Linked DNA regions of Mus musculus: region 1 is linked to region 2. Evidence: chromatin contacts called from public Micro-C data. All regions are on one chromosome and are shown on one strand. The core of a region is the stretch at or near the end of the contact, and the rest is flanking DNA. Distances in the headings are between cores, read along the strand shown. Region 1 has its middle 29 kb from the start of Mir466j. Region 2 has its middle 20 kb from the start of Unc5b.

The links. Hi-C and Micro-C count contacts between places; a contact is called where the count stands out from the background.
Region 1: a Micro-C map of trophoblast stem cells shows a contact between it and region 2, with 3 times the contacts expected there. The contact joins two enhancer-like sites. A contact is called at or near these places in 1 of 39 promoter capture datasets (embryonic stem cells), 9 of 484 Hi-C or Micro-C datasets (the C2C12 cell line, bone marrow-derived macrophages, cardiomyocytes and 4 more), 2 of 115 datasets of contacts at active chromatin or transcription factors (both in embryonic stem cells) and 1 of 9 other capture datasets (embryonic stem cells).

The regions. Positions count from the first base shown.
Region 1 is chr10:60,987,481-60,991,097 of GRCm38.p6, forward strand. No RefSeq gene overlaps it. Among named protein-coding and RNA genes, the nearest start is that of Mir466j, 29 kb to the left of the region's middle. Within about 2 kb of position 1,416, at least 3 of the 459 cell types and tissues checked have an H3K27ac peak or open chromatin away from gene starts, as enhancers often do. A contact at or near this core is called in trophoblast stem cells, where this site is marked.
Region 2 is chr10:60,849,619-60,852,941 of GRCm38.p6, forward strand. No RefSeq gene overlaps it. Among named protein-coding and RNA genes, the nearest start is that of Unc5b, 20 kb to the left of the region's middle. Within about 2 kb of position 2,058, at least 1 of the 459 cell types and tissues checked has an H3K27ac peak or open chromatin away from gene starts, as enhancers often do. A contact at or near this core is called in trophoblast stem cells, where this site is marked.

The sequences.
Region 1 (3,617 bases), core at 166-2,665, 140 kb after region 2:
TGACAACCAAAATTAGCCATCATGGTAGGCATCAAGTAGGGCCAAGATTGAGATGGCAAATGGGTGTACCACTGCCAGAGTGATGCTCCACAGCAAGCTCACCCCTGCCCCAGGGTGTGGCTGATGAAGCTCCGCCCACCCCATTGGGGTACTCAAGGTGCACAGGCAGTTGTTAGAAAGAAGTCTTATCCTTCCTGCCTGCTCATGAGCTGAGGCTCCTCCCTGAACACTGTCAGCACTATTTTTATGAATCCATTGATCAGCAAGTCTTTGCTGAGCATCTGTCTGGTTCACTACCAGGCGCCCCCTCGATGCCCCAGGGGACTTAGCCAGATGCCTCCCAGATTGCAATCAAGCTGCAGTGTAAGGGCTCTCCTTCGGTGTCTCATATGCTTAGAGCAAGAAGGTCACATACCTCTAATGTGGTGTCAGTCATGCTAAAGTCTGGGGGCCTGCTAGACTTCCGTGTCCTTTTATGTAGGCTGCCACCAGAAAATATGGCCCAGATCTAGGGTGGGTCTTCCCATCTCAAATGATGCAATCAAGGAACATATGCCCAGCTGTTGGGGTTTTAGTTCATTCCAGATGTAAAGTTGACAATCAAAATTAGCCATCACAGTAGGTGTTAATAAACCATGCTAAGATGGAGGTTCTCTGCATTTAGGATGGGCATCCCTGCTGCCTCTCTTCTTGGTAGTGGCATCAAGAAGAGAGGAATGGTACAGCCCATCTCCACCTTGGCATGGTTTATTGATGCCTACCGTGATGGCTAATTTTGCTTGTCTACTTGATTACACCTGGAATCAACTAATACCCAAACAGCTGGGGACAAACACCACAAGAGGAAAGGAAGGACAAGGACCCAAGAGAGAAAGGCTCCCTATGGCATAAAGGGCAGAAGAAGCCCCCTTGGAGCCTGAAGGGGCAGAAGAAGACCAGATGCACAGACCGCATCCACTATGGAAGTAGGAGGTGTCATGGGCTGAGTTGGTACCCAGGGATGTGTCAGATGACCCTTGGCTATGGCAGCTCCTTTCTCCTGGCCATGTCTTGAGTCCTGTCTTTCTCCCTCACAGGTTCTAGAAACAGGACAGCCAGTGGGCAAATACCTTCCAAATTCTGTCTCTTCCCAATGTCTGCCTCGAAGCCAGAATTAGATTGTCACCTCATCTCTGCTGTCTGTTATCATCTGCCTTGGTCATGTGATTTACAAGTGTTCATCTTCATGTAAAAACAACAACCAAAACAAAAAAAAAACAAGCAAACAAAAACACACACACACACAAAACCTAGTGCCTGGAAGGTGTGCCTGGGAGGTGTCCTGGATCTTCATTGACCTCAGTTCTGACTCAGTCTTTACTGGGTCTAGTGCCTTCTGTCCCAGCCTTGGTTTCCTTTATGACCCATAATAAAATTCAACCAAACAGCTGCTTAGGTCCTCCCTAGCACCACATGATCCAGTTCCCTCCAAACACAGTGGCAGTCACAATTTTCCCTCCTTCGCAAAGTCACCTGCACCCGAGACAGAGGCATGCACCTGTTCACAGCAGGGTCCTGAGGACCCAGAATAGTCCCTGACTCCATCCACACTCAGGGAAGAGGTATCTAGGGAACAGGTGAGTTGACAAGTCACTATGTACAGTGAGTGCTTGCATGGGCCAATTGCCGGCCTCTAGGTTTGATGGGGGTGGGGGATGGGGGAGCGGAGCCACTGAGTTGGGGGATGAGTCCGGGAAAGGGAGCCCTGCCTTGAACCCAGAGAGACTGTGAATGGCCAGGGTCACCTCTTTATGGGCTCCACAGCCTTATGGCTGAAGCCTCTCTCTAAGCCAGTAATCAGCCTTGCTTATCTCCCTTTAATTTCAGTGTCTCTTTTTTGATTCTCATAGGAGGAGATAGAAACATCTGAAATCAGACATTGACGTATGGAGAAATCCCATTGCTTCCCAGGCACGCTGCAGGGAGTCCAACGGCAGGTGACCAACTGAGCAAGGCATGTGTAGCACCTGAGAGAGATGAAGCCCACGTCTAACACTGGGAATGGACAGGCTAGGAACTCCGGATTCACACAGCTATGGACTAGAAGAAAGTTTAATTTCATTTATTTATATTACTATTGTGGGTCTGATGTGTGTGCGCCGTGGCACACACGTGGTGGTCAGGGAACTGTGTAGAGTCTGTTCTCTCTTTCCACCTTTGCATGGTTCTGGGGGCCAAGCTCAGGTCTCCAGGCCTCCACAGCAAACACGTGTACCCACTAAAATATCTTGCCAGTCCAGGGATCAGAATCACTAACAATCCAAGACTCGCAAATGCAAATGAGAGTAAGTACGATGTATTGAGTGGTTTGGGGGTCCTGATGACACATTGAGGGTATACGACAACAGGACAACGAGATCTACTTCTTGTTGTGTGTTTTCTTTTATTAAGACAGAATCTTGGGATGTAGCCCAGGCTGGCCTCAAACCTGTGGCAATCCCGTCTCTGCCTCACAAGTGCTGGAATTACAGGCACATGCCACCACATCCGGCTTGAGTCTGTGGATTAGTATAAAGCCCTTTAAAATGTATGTATCGGCAACCCAGAGATTCCACCGAGTGCTGGAAGAAAGGCCTGGAGTATGTCTGGAAATATTATTAATGAATGCCTGGGTTTGCAATAGCACAGTGTAGGTCAAATGACTGGTACTTCCTCACATAGGATACTGTAAGGCAAGTAGCAGGGGACCACACCTCCCTATCTTCAGAAAGACTAGAAAGAAACAACGTGAGTCCTTCAAAGGAGTGTGAGGGATGAGGCAGAGATGGGGGCCAGGGTCAGGGCAGGCAAGGGTGGGAGTCAAATTCACCTTTCATTCTGTCCTCTTCAGTATTCTGTGACTTGTTCATCATGTGCAAACATTAATTTATCAACTGGAACTTTAAAAAACAACCTGACACAGAAGTATACTTCGTCCCAGAAATGATTAAACTAGAGTTTAATCAAATGGAGTAGATTTCTTGTTCAGTCACATGGTTGTTTTGTTTGTGTGTATTTATTTAGCACTGAGGATTAAACCTATGGCCTGAACTACACACCCCTAGCCCAGTCTTTACTTTGTATTTTGAGACAAGTGAAAGTTTCCCAGACTGGTCATGAACTTTCAATCCTCCTGCTTCAGATTCCCAAGTGACAGAGAGTTCAAGTCTGTGCTACTATGTGTGTTCAGCCAATGTTTCTTACACATGATTCTGCTTGGGGTCAGGCAACAGGTTTGTTGTGCGGGACTTTCTGGCTCTCTAGTTCTATTTGGTATTGTAGTGAGTCCAGAAATGTCACCCTGGCTGGCAGGATATTAAAAGATATTTTAATTTTCAGGTTCACGTCAGTCTACATTTTCAAGTCTATCCATTATTTAGTAATTTTGAAATGTGTTTCTAAGAAGAAGGGAAGAAATCAGTCCCCTCTGGGATGCATGGACTGGAGATGGGGCTGGGGCCGGTGTTTTCTGAGAGACTGGACACCTGGCCTCACAACTTCCTTTTTTAATCAGGTCATTGAATTCTCCAAAGAAGTCTTTTGTGGACATCAAATTGCCTCTGAGCTTGGAGGGGATTATAAAATGCCAGTTCTCATCC
Region 2 (3,323 bases), core at 808-3,307:
ACTCTCAACTACTTCTCCAGTACCATGTCTGCCTGCATGCCACCATGTTTCCCATCATGATGACAATGGGCTAAACCTCTGAACTCAGTTCCAATGCTTTTCTTTTTAAGAGCTGCGGTGGTCATGGTGTCTCTTACAGCAATAACACTGTAACTACGACCCCCTCCTTTACTAGGAAGATGATCCAAGATTCACTTAGACCCCGAGGCTCCTGGAGGTTGGGTGACCTGCTTGCTACTGGTCAGAGGGCTCACCTGGGTCATGGTATCTCTGAGACCCAAAACCAACCTCTTCATTGCCTGGGTCACACTGTATACTGCCCACACCCCAGGCTTCTGGCCTCTGTCCTGGGGCCTCTTCATGCTTTCAGACATCTTGTTCAAAGGGGACAAACAAGCCCTCTTAATGGTGCTGATAGAGTCCTGGGGCTGGGCTGGTATTTTCCTGTTGAATAGTCACTACGTCTCCCATAGAGCCACTGGAGAGGAAGCACATGGAAAAACAAAGTTTCCCTGTGAAGACAGCACATCCTCAGGTGCCCACTGGTGACTGCTAACACCCCATCATCTTCCTCCTCTTCCAGCATGGATGGAGACTGTTGATGCTTGGGGACAGGGAGACAGGGCCTGGGGAAGTTCCCCGTGTGGCTTAGCCCTGGTGTTCATGGTGGTGCTATCTAATAAGCTCCGGCTGAATGCTGGACTCTGGGCTATTGTTCCATCTTCTGCCAGGTTATCCCAGATCCTTCCAGGTCCTCCTAGGTCCTCCAAGGTCCTTCCAAGTCCTACCAGGCACTGGGCCCCTCCAGAGGAAGACAGCTTGGTGCTGCCTGGCAGGAACTCCATCTAAGCCCACAGTTTGGCAACGAGGGTCCCTGTGGAGGTGGGCTGCCAGGTTACCAAGCTGCTGCTTTGTCCTCCTTCTGGGTCTCAGTTTCCCTGACTGTGAAATAAGGGACTAGAAAGTTCTTGGGCTTCTTGCTTGTCTCCAGGGCTTCATGAGCCTCTAGAGTACCACTCAGTCAGGCATGGTGGCGATTATGTGGTTTTGGGAGATATAAACAAATGTCTACTCTTCTCAGATAGGCGACTGACAAGAGGCCAAGGTAATAGTAACACCAAAGCACAACTTGGGGATCAATGAGTTTATTGGGATTACTGATAGCAGTATGGGTGAAGGGTTATTATCAGAAGCTTAGATCACTCAAATGCAGTAACATCACTGAAAGCTCACCCCAGTGTATGTGACAACTCATGAAAGCTGGAACTCTGGATCTCCACAGGACTTGCAAGCAGCTCCTCAAGTTGGAGAGTCTCTTTTTTCCAACACCCCTTAATGTGTTGTAACCTTGAGAAGGGAAGGGATCCTGCAAATCTGCTAAGTTTCAGGGATTTTCCTGAGACTTGTGAGTTGTCTACTTCTTGGGTCTTTAGGGGCTTCCTTGTACTGTGGAATATTTCAATCCGGAGAAAAATGCTGTACAACAGAGACACACACATGGCAGAGGCAGGAGGATCAGGGGTTCCAGGTCATCTTCGGTTACAAAGTGAGTTTGAGGTCTGCTTGGGCTACATAAAATTCTATGTATAAACAACATGCTGCTCACCTCTTTCCATGTGCCAGCCTTCAGGGCCTCACTTGTTGGCTTGTTCAATCAAGCACACAGAGAACAGAATTTGCCATGAGTGTTGGGAAGTGCCTGAGGAAGGGCTGCCTCCTGCAGCCTGGTACGGGTGTAGAGGGGCCGAACAAAGAGCTCGTAAAGATTCTTAGCAGTTCGAGGCTGCTCTTGCTATAGGATCAGCCTTTCACAGGCCCACACCCTCAACAGCCACTGGTGCCCATATGTACAGACACTAGCTCTTTTTTGCCAGCTTCTTGCCTGATCTGTCCTGACCTTGCAAGAAACACATCTGTGTCTAATAAGATCAGAGCAATATAGTGAGTCCAGGAGGAGTCAAAGGCTTGCAGATCTGTGGCACACCTTTACACATCGTGAAAAGCTGTGGGATCAAGAAGTGGGGACAATCAATGTCTCAGCGGGACCTGAAGTCTTTCTAGTCTGTAGTGACTCACTTCCTGGAAGATAGCCATCTCAAGCGATGTGGAGCCTCCCAAGCTACCTGTTTTGGGAATGATGGAGTTGCTGTCTTGTTTCTGTGAATAGCAACTGTTCTCCCTGGTGGGTTTGGTGCTTGTCTCCAGATCCAGCCATACTAACCTCCTCACAGGATCAACAAGATCTTGCCGCTCTTGCCACACAGCAAGAGGAAGGCCTGTGTTCCACAGTCTTCCCGGCTTCTGGGCTTTTCTGTAGTGCAGTAATTTACAAACTGTATTCTAGGGAGCCCCATGCTTCTCCCAGCAGCTGCCCAGAAGCGGCTACAGAGGAAGAGCTAGGGAGAGGGCCCCAGGCTTCTTCTCCATTTACTTGCTTCAGACAAGCTGGTTTATACTGCGTAGCCTCTATAAAGAAAGCGGCTCACCACTGATATGTAAAAGGCTGAGAACCACAGTGAGCCCCGACTAAGAATATGAATGGCTGGGGGCTTTGCAAAAATGGAGGAGGCAGGAGTGCTCCTCTGTGATGCCTTAGCATCTCTAGAATGACTCAGGCAGGGAGGGGCTCAAGGAAGAACGGGTCTATAGGGGCTGAACATGCTCAATACCCACTCTAGAAGTTAAAAGAGAAATCTTAGTTTGTTGACTGAACACACTGATTATTGTTTTTGTTTTTTGTCCTTTGTTTTTTTTTCATCGTTGTTTGTTTTGTTTTCACGTTTTCAGTCCTAGGGAAGGACCCAGGAGCTTCCCCGTACCAGGCAAGTGCTGTGCTGATGTACTACACCTCAAGCCCCCGCCCTCTCAGCCAACTTTGGACTGTTGCTGAAAGGGGAGACTGCCTCAGGAAGGAATGTTTGAAGGGAAACAGGAAGGAGAATGTTTGAATCCTTTGCTGGCCTGTGATGTCACCCAGGCTATTTGTCCGTCTAGAAGTGATAGCACTGTAGAAATTATTTTCTGTCTCCCCTACATAGAGGTCTGATGGACTCTGGTTGTAGGATAAGGGGTCCATGAATAATTCTGTCCCTAGGTTTTCTCTTTGTGACAAGGATCAGCTCAAAGGTGGCTTCAAAAGCTGTGGTAGAACCCATCCCATGAAAGGTATGCAGGGAATCAGGGAAAGAGGAAGGATGCAACAGGCCAGGCCAGCCAATCGGGTTCCTTTTTGACCTGAGATGAACCCAACCTCCTTTAACTGGACAGATAGAGCATTCCCAGGCCGACCCAGCAGCTTTAGAGCTGGTAACAAGAGTGTAGAC